Linked DNA regions of Ovis aries: regions 2 and 3 are each linked to region 1. A link is a contact called in public Hi-C data. All regions are on one chromosome and are shown on one strand. The core of a region is the stretch at or near the end of the contact, and the rest is flanking DNA. Distances in the headings are between cores, read along the strand shown.

What was found. A called contact is a pair of places that touch in the nucleus more often than the background predicts.
Region 2: a Hi-C map of liver shows a contact between it and region 1, with 5 times the contacts expected there. The contact joins two enhancer-like sites. A contact is called at or near these places in 11 of 16 Hi-C or Micro-C datasets (blood, hypothalamus, liver and 6 more).
Region 3: a contact with region 1 is called in a Hi-C map of liver, with 3 times the contacts expected there. The contact joins two enhancer-like sites. A contact is called at or near these places in 13 of 16 Hi-C or Micro-C datasets (blood, hypothalamus, liver and 7 more).

What each region holds. Positions count from the first base shown.
Region 1 is chr23:4,404,741-4,407,804 of ARS-UI_Ramb_v3.0, reverse strand. No RefSeq gene overlaps it. Among named protein-coding and RNA genes, the nearest start is that of TIMM21, 24 kb to the left of the region's middle. Within about 2 kb of position 1,619, at least 13 of the 54 cell types and tissues checked have an H3K27ac peak or open chromatin away from gene starts, as enhancers often do. A contact at or near this core is called in liver, where this site is marked.
Region 2 is chr23:4,310,436-4,313,585 of ARS-UI_Ramb_v3.0, reverse strand. It overlaps C23H18orf63 (chromosome 23 C18orf63 homolog), which reads left to right. Exons shown (of 12, transcript XM_027960695.3): 3 at 137-193; 4 at 2,096-2,207; 5 at 2,918-2,959. Among named protein-coding and RNA genes, the nearest start is that of C23H18orf63, 9.7 kb to the left of the region's middle. Within about 2 kb of position 1,740, at least 2 of the 54 cell types and tissues checked have an H3K27ac peak or open chromatin away from gene starts, as enhancers often do. A contact at or near this core is called in liver, where this site is marked.
Region 3 is chr23:4,292,777-4,296,200 of ARS-UI_Ramb_v3.0, reverse strand. It overlaps C23H18orf63 (chromosome 23 C18orf63 homolog), which reads left to right. Exons shown (of 12, transcript XM_027960695.3): 11 at 1-915. Among named protein-coding and RNA genes, the nearest start is that of C23H18orf63, 27 kb to the left of the region's middle. Within about 2 kb of position 1,475, at least 5 of the 54 cell types and tissues checked have an H3K27ac peak or open chromatin away from gene starts, as enhancers often do. A contact at or near this core is called in liver, where this site is marked.

The sequences.
Region 1 (3,064 bases), core at 370-2,869:
ATCATACATAATGGCCTGCCTCAGCGAATCCTGCCTCTCTGCCTGACTGTTCAGCTAAAGTGCCTTTGTTCAGAAGCCTGTCCACCTGTGGATGGCAGGCAGGAAGGAACACATCCTGCTGCCTGAGGTTTGCCATTCTAGGAGCTATCCACAAGATTGATGGCCTTTCCACTTTGGTTCCTTACCTTCCCCCCATCGCTGATCCATAAGGGAACCTGGCATCCAGGCCCAGGTGAGATGGTTGTGTTCAGACGTTTGTCTGCATCTTCTTGATCAGCCGGTTCTCCAAATAAAGTCATATTCCTAGCCTCAGCACCTCGTCTCCCAGTGAGCAGAGTGAGCTTGGACTCAGTAACATGCTGATTGCACTGCATGTGAATCTAGGCCCACACGCATGGATTTAAAAGATATTCACAACCGAAAAGATGAGAGGGTTTTTTGTGGGGTTTTTTTGCTGGGAATTTTTAGGACTTAAGCCCAAGAAGCAGCATCTCAAGTGACCCTGGGAGAACCGCTCTGAGGAGGCGAGATGGGGAAGCCAGGTTATATAGTTTTGCAGCAAAGGGCAGGTTCAATTCAGTCGCTCAGTCATGTCTGACTCTTTGCGACCCCGTAGACTACAGCACGCCAGGCCTCCCTGTCCATCACCAACTCCCGGAGCTTACTCAGACTCATGTCCATCGAGTCGGTGATGCCGTCCAACCATCTCATCCTCTGCCGTCCCCTTCTCCTCCTGCCTTCAACCTCTCCCAGCATGCGGGTCTTTTCCAAGGAGTCAGTTCTTCACATCAGGTGGCCAAAGTATTAGAGCATTAGCTTCAGCATCAATGCTTCCCATGAATGTTCAGGGCAGGTAGTCAAAACATCAAAAGATTATTGATAACTAAAGAAAACCAAATGTCTGAAGCTAAGGAATTTAGACTTTTCTGTGTATGGGAACATGCAAGAGTCCGGGCTCTCTGAAATCAGTCCTTTGAGATGCACCTCAGCTATCGGGGGCCACCATCCTGTGTTCTCACGTCCTGAGTCTCCCCGGGGCTCACCTTAGGGAGGGGCTCCAGCCTGATGGCTGCTAGAGGGCAGGTATTCTTTCCTTCCAGAGTGCCCTCAGGGCTCACCAGCTCATCATTAGTTGTGGCTGAAACACTGATGACTGATATGGCAGGAAATATTCCATTTCTCACAAGCAACTTCCCCAGACCCAGAATTATAAGCCACTTAAAAATAATGACCCCCACATGATAGAAAATGGAAAATGAACCAAACTGGAGTGGGTTGCCATTTCCTTCTCCAATGCATGAAAGTGAAAAGTGAAAGTGAATTCGCTCAGTCGTGTCCCCATGGACTGCAGCCCCCCAGGCTCCTCTGTCCATGGGATTTTTCAGGCAAGAGTACTGGAGGGGGGTGCCATTGCCTTCTCCTGGCGTGCTGCGATTCACCGGGTCGCAAAGAGTTGGACACGGCTGAGCGACTGAACTGAACTGAACTAAATAAGCAGACACAGAGTAGTAAATCTTATCTTTATCTTTCTGTCAATCCAGAGGAGAGATGAGTCATCAGGTAAAGAAGACAGGACTCCTCCTCACTGGTGTGGGCTGCACTTTTCCGAAAGCGGCCCCAAGCTGTTCAGAATTTCATTTGCTCAGAAGAGGGAGCTCTGGTTTTCGCTTCCCCGGCATCTAAGGCTCTGCAGGCTCTGTTTCCTTGTTTTCTAAACAGAGCAAGAGTATTAAGAAGTCTGTATAAGAGGCCAAGTTACTGTCTGAGGTGATCACACCGTTCCTGCTACAAACGTCTCTCTCCCCATCTCTTCTGTCTTTCTCGCCAATGTGTCCTGGGAACGGCCATCTTGAGGAACGTTTCCCGAGCTTTAACCCTCTAGAGCCACTAGAGGGCAACAGACACCCACCAAAATGAATCAGCGTCATGAAATACAATAAATTGATAATTACGCTACAAAGGCATTCTTTTAAGACAACCGTTTTTAGATTGTTTTTTAAAGTTTGTTCTTTTAGTATTCGTTTTATATATATTATTCTTTGCGATCCCATGGACTGTAGTCTACCAGGCTTCTCTGTCCATGGGATTTTCCAGGCAAGAGTACTGGAGTGGGTTGCCATTTCCTTCTCCAGGGGATCTTCCTGACCCAAGGATTGAACCCAGGTCTCCTGCATTGCAGGCAGATGCTTTACCCTCTGAGCCACCAGGGAAGCCCCAAGGTCCCCTAGGAAGTTCAATTAAATGTAAAGTAAAAAGCTGACACATTGGAAAAGCCCCTGATGCTGGAAAAGATCGAAGGCAGGAAGAGAAAGGGACGACAGAGGATGAGATGGTTGGATGGCAGCACCAACTCAATGGACATGAGTTTGAGCAAACTCCAGGAGATAGTGAAGGACAGGAAAGCCTGGTGTGCTACAGTCCATGGGGTTGCAAAGAGTCGGACACAACTGGACAACAACAAAAAGCTATTTACACAGCCTCCAAGTGCTCAACAAATGTTTAAACGCTGTGTATGCCTTCTGTAAGAGTCTATGCTGGACAGTGAGGTCACAATATTGAGCAAGATTCAGTCCGTGTCTCTGAGAGCAGACAGATTCGAAGCATAAATAATTCACTACAGCATTGGATGGTGAGCGTCAGGGTAGACCCAGGATAAGGCAGTGCAGATGAGAGAGAATCAGTGCTTTGTGAACATGACCTATGACCCCCATGAAAGCAATGTGCGTGCATTTCCTGTGCAAAGTGGGGTGAGCTATATATTCCAGTGTTTATCACCTGAGAATTAGAGGGTCTGTAATCACCCCCACACTCTCCCAAAGAGGCTTGTTCATCATCAGATTTATCAGAGTAAACACACAAACAACAAACCAGGGTCATCCCTAAGACCTGACCGCATCAGAAACCTAAGAGGACCTGCCAAGCACCATAAGAAATGGAACCTTTTGAAATCCTTTAAAAGACATCCTTTTAAAGAAAGCATAAAAACAAAACGTATTTTCTTGGAAAGCCATGTTTTTCTCTAAAAAGCTCCCTCCCCTCCCACTTTGAGAAGCCAGAGGAATCC
Region 2 (3,150 bases), core at 491-2,990, 94 kb after region 1:
AAGTGAAAGAGCATAGAAACTGTTAGGATGATGGTCCTCTGCTGTGTTCTGCTGTATAAATGTTTAGATTCTTTATGTAGTGCATTATTTAATAATATATTTAAGTCATTTTTATAAATATGGATTTTTTTAATAGATAACATTTTATAAAGCTGGAAAACTTAATGCTTATCTGGAAAAATATGAAGCTAAGGTAAGTTTTTAAAAGGATAATAATTCCAGATGTTGTTTTATTGATTTTGTATATTCAACTTATTTTGTCAGTAAACAAAAATTGGAATATCTTTCTCATAAGTTGTTTCTATGCATGTGAAAAAACTAATATTTTCTCTCAGGACAATTTTTTGTGCACATTTAATAGAGAAAGGGGAAGAGGCTTAATTTTGTTGGGTACTTTATTGCAGGCATTTTATGTGACATAATTTCATTTGTCATCTCTATTTTCCAAGAAGTGAATATCGCATGTTTACAGATAAAGAAACTGAAACCCAGAGAGGTAAAAAAAAAAAATTGTCCACAATCATATAGCTAATAAGTAAGGGAACAAAAACACATAGATTGTGTCTGGATCTTAGCAAAGAAAAGAAGAAATGAGTACTTGAAGTAGAGCACCTCTCATGTCTCAATAGTCAGGCTGCTGAGACTTTGCTAGAGCTCCCATCATGTCTCTGCATGGGTGTCTGAGGCACTGTATCCTTGGTTATTCTAGCAGCCTGTTGGTATCACTGCTGGCCTCTGTTCCTAGATCTAGTGGAGTTTGGAATGATGAGGTTTTTGGCCATCTTCAAGATGAAATGCTTTAAGACCTAGGAGAATGATGAGGTCTCAATAATACCCAGAGATGCTTTGCAGTTCCCTGAGAAATATCTGAATAACCTGAAAGCTGATTTTAGCCATCATATACCATCTGTGGGAAAGCAGTGTTCTTCTCACCTGTGTTGAGCCTGCACAATTATGCTCAAATTGTCTTTATCTGGATACTTTGTACATGAGTAATAATCACAGCAGATAGTTATTGAACATCTATGATATACTGAGCACTTTGCTTGTTTCTGGAGATAAAGCTGGGGGCCTGATAAACTTCTTGCCCATGGGAATCTTAACATAGAAAAATAATTTCCTCCTTTTTATTTATTGGGTGATAGTTCTTGGCTCTCTCACTTTTGTCTTGGTAACAAATGCAGAAGTTTTCATCATGTTTTCATCTCAGCTGCATTTGCAAGAGTGTTTGCTCATGTGAATATGCTATTACATATGCAACTGAATACTCAAGGAGGGACTCTGCTGATCTCAGAGTTTTCTCTCTGTGCAGCTCTCTTCTCTCAATACTCTGCCCTCCAAACTCTAGCTACCGTGGCCTCCATGGATTCTCAGTTCTGTCCGTTCAACCCAGGGAGCCTGCTGCCTCTTCCAGGATTCCCCCTCCCTGCACTGCAGCCTGGAGAGCCTCTTTAATCAATATGCTGGGGTCTCATGAGTTTCCCAACTCCTAGGGGTTTGTCTTTTTCTGTTGCTAGATGGGCTGTGTGTTGTGAAACATTGTTTCATTTAACTTACCCAGTGTTTTAATTATTTCAAGTGGGACAGTGTGTCTGGATCCCATTGGTCATAAGTGAATATTCTGACCTTTGAAAATTGTGTGCAAGTAGAGATACTTGTTGCACTATATCTGGTACAAACACATACAAACTGCTGGTTCCATGTGTGCGCATGTAAACGTTTAACTTTTTTGATATTGGACTAGAGTGAACAGTAATGAAACATGTTACAACATAGTTCTGGCCGGCTTCCTTTGTGCAGAGCAGAGTACAAAGTAAAGTTCTAGCACATGAGCTCCAAAGATTTAGGCTTATTGAGGCAGGATAAACTGGTAGAATTTGGCCATTACAGTCATAGTGTCAATGTGAATATATTTGAACACTTCTTTAACTTCAGAACCAGATAGGATTAGCTGGAGTGATGACTGTAACTTCTACCCAGGATAGCCCAGTTTTGTTGGGAGGTGATCTAAGCACACACACATTTTCTCTGAGTTTCTAGGATAGTATAACAATTACTGTGAACTTGCCCATATTTTGTGCTTTAATATTTTTAGGTGGAGGCTCCACAACAAGTAATTCCTGTAATTCTTCAAAACTGCCTTTCATATTCACTCACGGCTAGACTTGCTCCAGCCTGGAATAAAGCTGGCCATCTCTTGATACAAGGTGACTTTATCTCTTTCAATCGTTAGGGCTTTCTGAACCAGATTACTTCTATTATGTACATCTGTTTTTAATTTCAAAATATATTGTTTTTAGGGAATGTTTTTTCAAAAAAAAATTTTTATTTTGTATTAGGGCATAGCTGATTAACAATGTTGTGATAGTTCAAGGTGAACAGTAAAAACATTCAGCCATACATATATTATACATGTATCCACAGGGAATGGTTTTTAAAGCATAGCCCCAACCAAACATTCTTAAGCAAGACCCCATCAACAAAAGTGTCCTCTCCTTCCTTTGCGATTATATCCAGAGGAGGTCTCCTAGTGTTTCTATGGAAAAAAGTGGTTTTATTATAGAATACTTGATGTTTAAAAAGGAATAAATGTAAGTTATGGAGCACTGTAATAAACACAAATTATTAGTGTTGTTGGAACCAAAAGTCTATTCTCAATTTTGTGTTGTGATCTGTTTTCTAAATATTTTACACCAAGAAAAAATATTTGCAGGAAGAATTGAGTATTTCTGTCTTTTTAATATAAGAGATATTTTTGAGTGTTAATTTTTTTTCTCTGAACTATCATCATATATTCATTTGTATAAAACTGCATTGTGAAGCATTTTCTGCAGCTTTGATAACTTTGCATAAGGAAGTTATATTAAGCATGATTTATGAGTTTTAATAATATGGTATATCCTATGAATTTTTTAAGGAAGAGAATTTCTTTCTCAGATGGGAAAACAAAGTGCTGTTGGTAAGTAAAAATATAAAAGTTAATAGATAAAACATTAATAAAATAGTTGTTTAAAAAGTGTTATAGATTGTTGGGTTATTAAAATCTTGATGATTAGCTTGTATCAAAAGTTAATCAGATACTGTTATAATAACAGTTTCACTCAGGAAATCACTTCTGATTCAAAATATATATTCTTCATGAGAAAAAAT
Region 3 (3,424 bases), core at 226-2,725, 110 kb after region 1:
CCGTGCTCAGTAGCTGCGGGCCACAAGGGGGCGCGCTCGGTCAGCCCGCCGAAGCCCTCGGGGTCCTCCGCTCTGCGCCTCCAACCAGAGTCTGTTCTGAGCAGCAAGAAACCGCCGTCTGACCAGGCCGCACAAGTGCTGGAAGTACCCAGGCCCACCAGAGGAAATGCTCAAGTTCAAGACACAAACTTTAGCTCCCAACGTAATATTGCCCCTAGATTCATACCAGTTTTCAAAAGTCGACCGTTACAGATGACCAAAAGTATCTTAGCACCTGAGAACCCGAGAAGAAAAGAACGTGTTAATAAAGAATCTAAGTTGTTTTCACTGAAATCTAGTGAGATCCCGGATGATAAACTGAATTTAGATCCAACTACTGAAAAAAGACCTAATCATAGCATTCAGATGAAGGCTAAAAATCTGAATCTCAAGACTTGTAGATCTCTGCCAGAAAAAAACACTGAATCCTATGGAAATATGACAAAAAATCCCCTTTCTAGTGGAAAATCATTGATCACGAGTTTAAGTGAAAGTAAACAGCTGTCTAATAGTTCAGTATTTCAGATGCCAACTAGCAATTTAGGTGTAATAAAAAGTGCTGCTGGCTCCCAAGTGAATGGTAAAGAGAATTTGACAAGCAAATATATAACACAAATTTTAGGGAAAAGCCATGAGTCGCTAAAAGTGAAAAGGCAACCACATATTTTTGAGTCAGACACAGATCCGGAAGATTCCCAGCCACTACAGCCGCAATCAATTGACCAAACTAAAGAAGTTGATGTAACTGACCACCAATTAACAGGAAGCAGAGCAGCCCCCAAGTCCAAAAAGAAGTTATGTCAGAACTCTCCAAAAACGTCAAAGAAGCCTCACTCCAATACTGTCCTTTGTGGACAATCCCGTGCTAGGAAACAGGTAAAAAACCAAAACACAGTTTTAATCTGGGGCCATTCATCATGTGATACACTTTTAAACCCCCTAAAGATTTAAATGATTTGCCAAAGATATCCTAGAAACACACTGAGAATCAGAGTATCTAACACACCTGCAAGTATATACGATTAATTTATAATAAAAAGTGATTCTTCAATCTGGTTACAGGTACATCACTTGGACGAATCAAAACCCAAGAAGTCTCTCGTTCCTAAAGCTTAGGACATGGATGTGAAAGAAGGAAATATCCACCAGGTAACTTCAGTGATATCTTCTGAGTCGTGTTTTTATGACATTACCCAAATTGGAATCATCAAGATTAGGGGTCCCCCGTCTCATGTACCAAAGGAGCTACCTTTAATTCCTTGAAGCCTTAAAATCTAGGAAAGAGTAAATGGTGGGGGCAGTACAGCCCACGAAGGGCTGTGCGCAGCGGCTGCGGTGCGTTGTAAGAGGGCCCTACAGAGGGGTAACGTAGAGGGGTCCCATCGCTGGCTCTCACCCACTGTGTTCTGGGCTCTCAGCCGACTAAGAGGAGGGCGCTGCAGCAACAGACTGCCTAAAGATGTAAGATTCCACAGCTGTCAGAGCACCTACCTTTTGGACTCTCACCCAAGATAACTAACTTCAGATGATATTTCCAAAGTTAATCATTAAGTTCAAGTTTACTCAAAGAATTTTACAGTGCTGGCTAAAGTTAAACGTGAGACTTAGCTGAACATGCTGAGTCCACAGCTCTGCAATCACAAAACTATGCATCTGGAAAAAGCATTTTATTTTGTCCTGCCGTCTGGTTAATCTAAGAACAAACATATGACTAAAATATACACAAATACTTTTCTGCGTAGAACTGCTGGAATATTTTCAATTCAAATTTATTGTGAACAAACTAGAAAGCATTTTCTTATTTTCTCTCCCAAATGCTATTTCTCTCCATAATTAATAGAATTTTAGCCTGATTTGAATTAACTGAAAGATAATTAAGTCTATTTTCATTTATTTTATAATTTTATGTTTCATGTAGTTTTTGATATCTTTCTTTAAACAACCAGTAGGTGGTTGAGGAAAAAGTTTTATTTCCATTGTGTAAGATAATGAAATCTACTCTGGGTTTCATATTGTTTTAGAAGTATCGCACTTTGCCACTTTGGATTTTGCTGTTCTTTAGTCTCTAAGTCCTGTCCAACTCTTGCGACTCCATGGTCTATAGCCCTCCATGCTCTGTCCGTGGGATTTCCCAGACAGGAATACTGGAGTAGCTTGCCATTTCTTTCTCAAGGGGATCTTCCCAACCCAGAGATCAAACCCACATCTCTCGAGTTTCCTGCATTGGCAGGCAGGTTCTTTATCACTAGAGTCACCTGGGAAGCCCTCTTTGAATTATATAAGACCTAACACAATTTTTAACAATTAAATAATCATTCCATCAGCTAGGAAGAATAACATGATGAGAAAAATCATAGGATATTATTATAGAAAACAATATCCCCCAAATATAAAATTAATATATATGCCTGTAAAATTTTTGAATGATACAAAACAGGTTCAAGAAAAGGTAAAAAATAAAAAACCACCTGCAATCCCTCTTTACAGAGATAACCACTCTGAACAATGGATGGACATGCACACACTCCTGTGAACATGGAATCAGGCTCCATATGCTGCTGTGGAAGCTCTTTCTTCACTCAACAGGCTTTTTCGTCGTTGAACAGGATTCCATTGCATGTGGATATACTATACTTGACTGTTCCTAATGATTGACGTTTAAGTTGTTCCCAACTTTTCCCTATAACAACAAGTGTTACATAATTAGTCTAGTACAGATCTTTGCAAAATGTCCAGTAATTCAGTAACTTATTGAAACTTGCTTGGATTCATTATTTTTACTGTTAAAATTTTCAACCACAGAACATACAGATAATAATGTAAAAAACTTCTGAGTACCTATCATCCTGCTTCAAGAATTATTAATATTTTGCCACTCTGTTTCATCTATTTCTCACTGATACACTTTTTTACTATGCTAATTTAAAGCAAATTCAGCACATCATTTGGTTTTACCGTAAATATGTTTTCTCTTACAGATAAAGCATAGAATATTTTTAAAGAAAAAAAAGAATGTGTTTATATACATTACATTTTGAAGGTCTACCATATCTTTGTTGAGTCACTAAATTTCATTTTAGTTTAATAGGCAAACTAACAGGAAACCCTCAATAAAAATAAAATCAATTTCACGGAAGAACTAGAGCCTTCAGTCATATAATCAGGATACTGGAGGGAGATTTTATCTGTTTAATCTTGAAATGATAAGGCTGCAGTTGACCATGTGGTCTGGTGTCCAGCAGTCCCATTCCATTCTGGGTTCCTGGCCAAGATGCAGAAGTATAAATATATCGAAGCCAATGTCAACAACGACATTTGGTCTAATATTTTAAAAGAGGGAAACTGAAATGGAGCTTCTGTTCTAGTATTATTCTGGCTTTCAAAC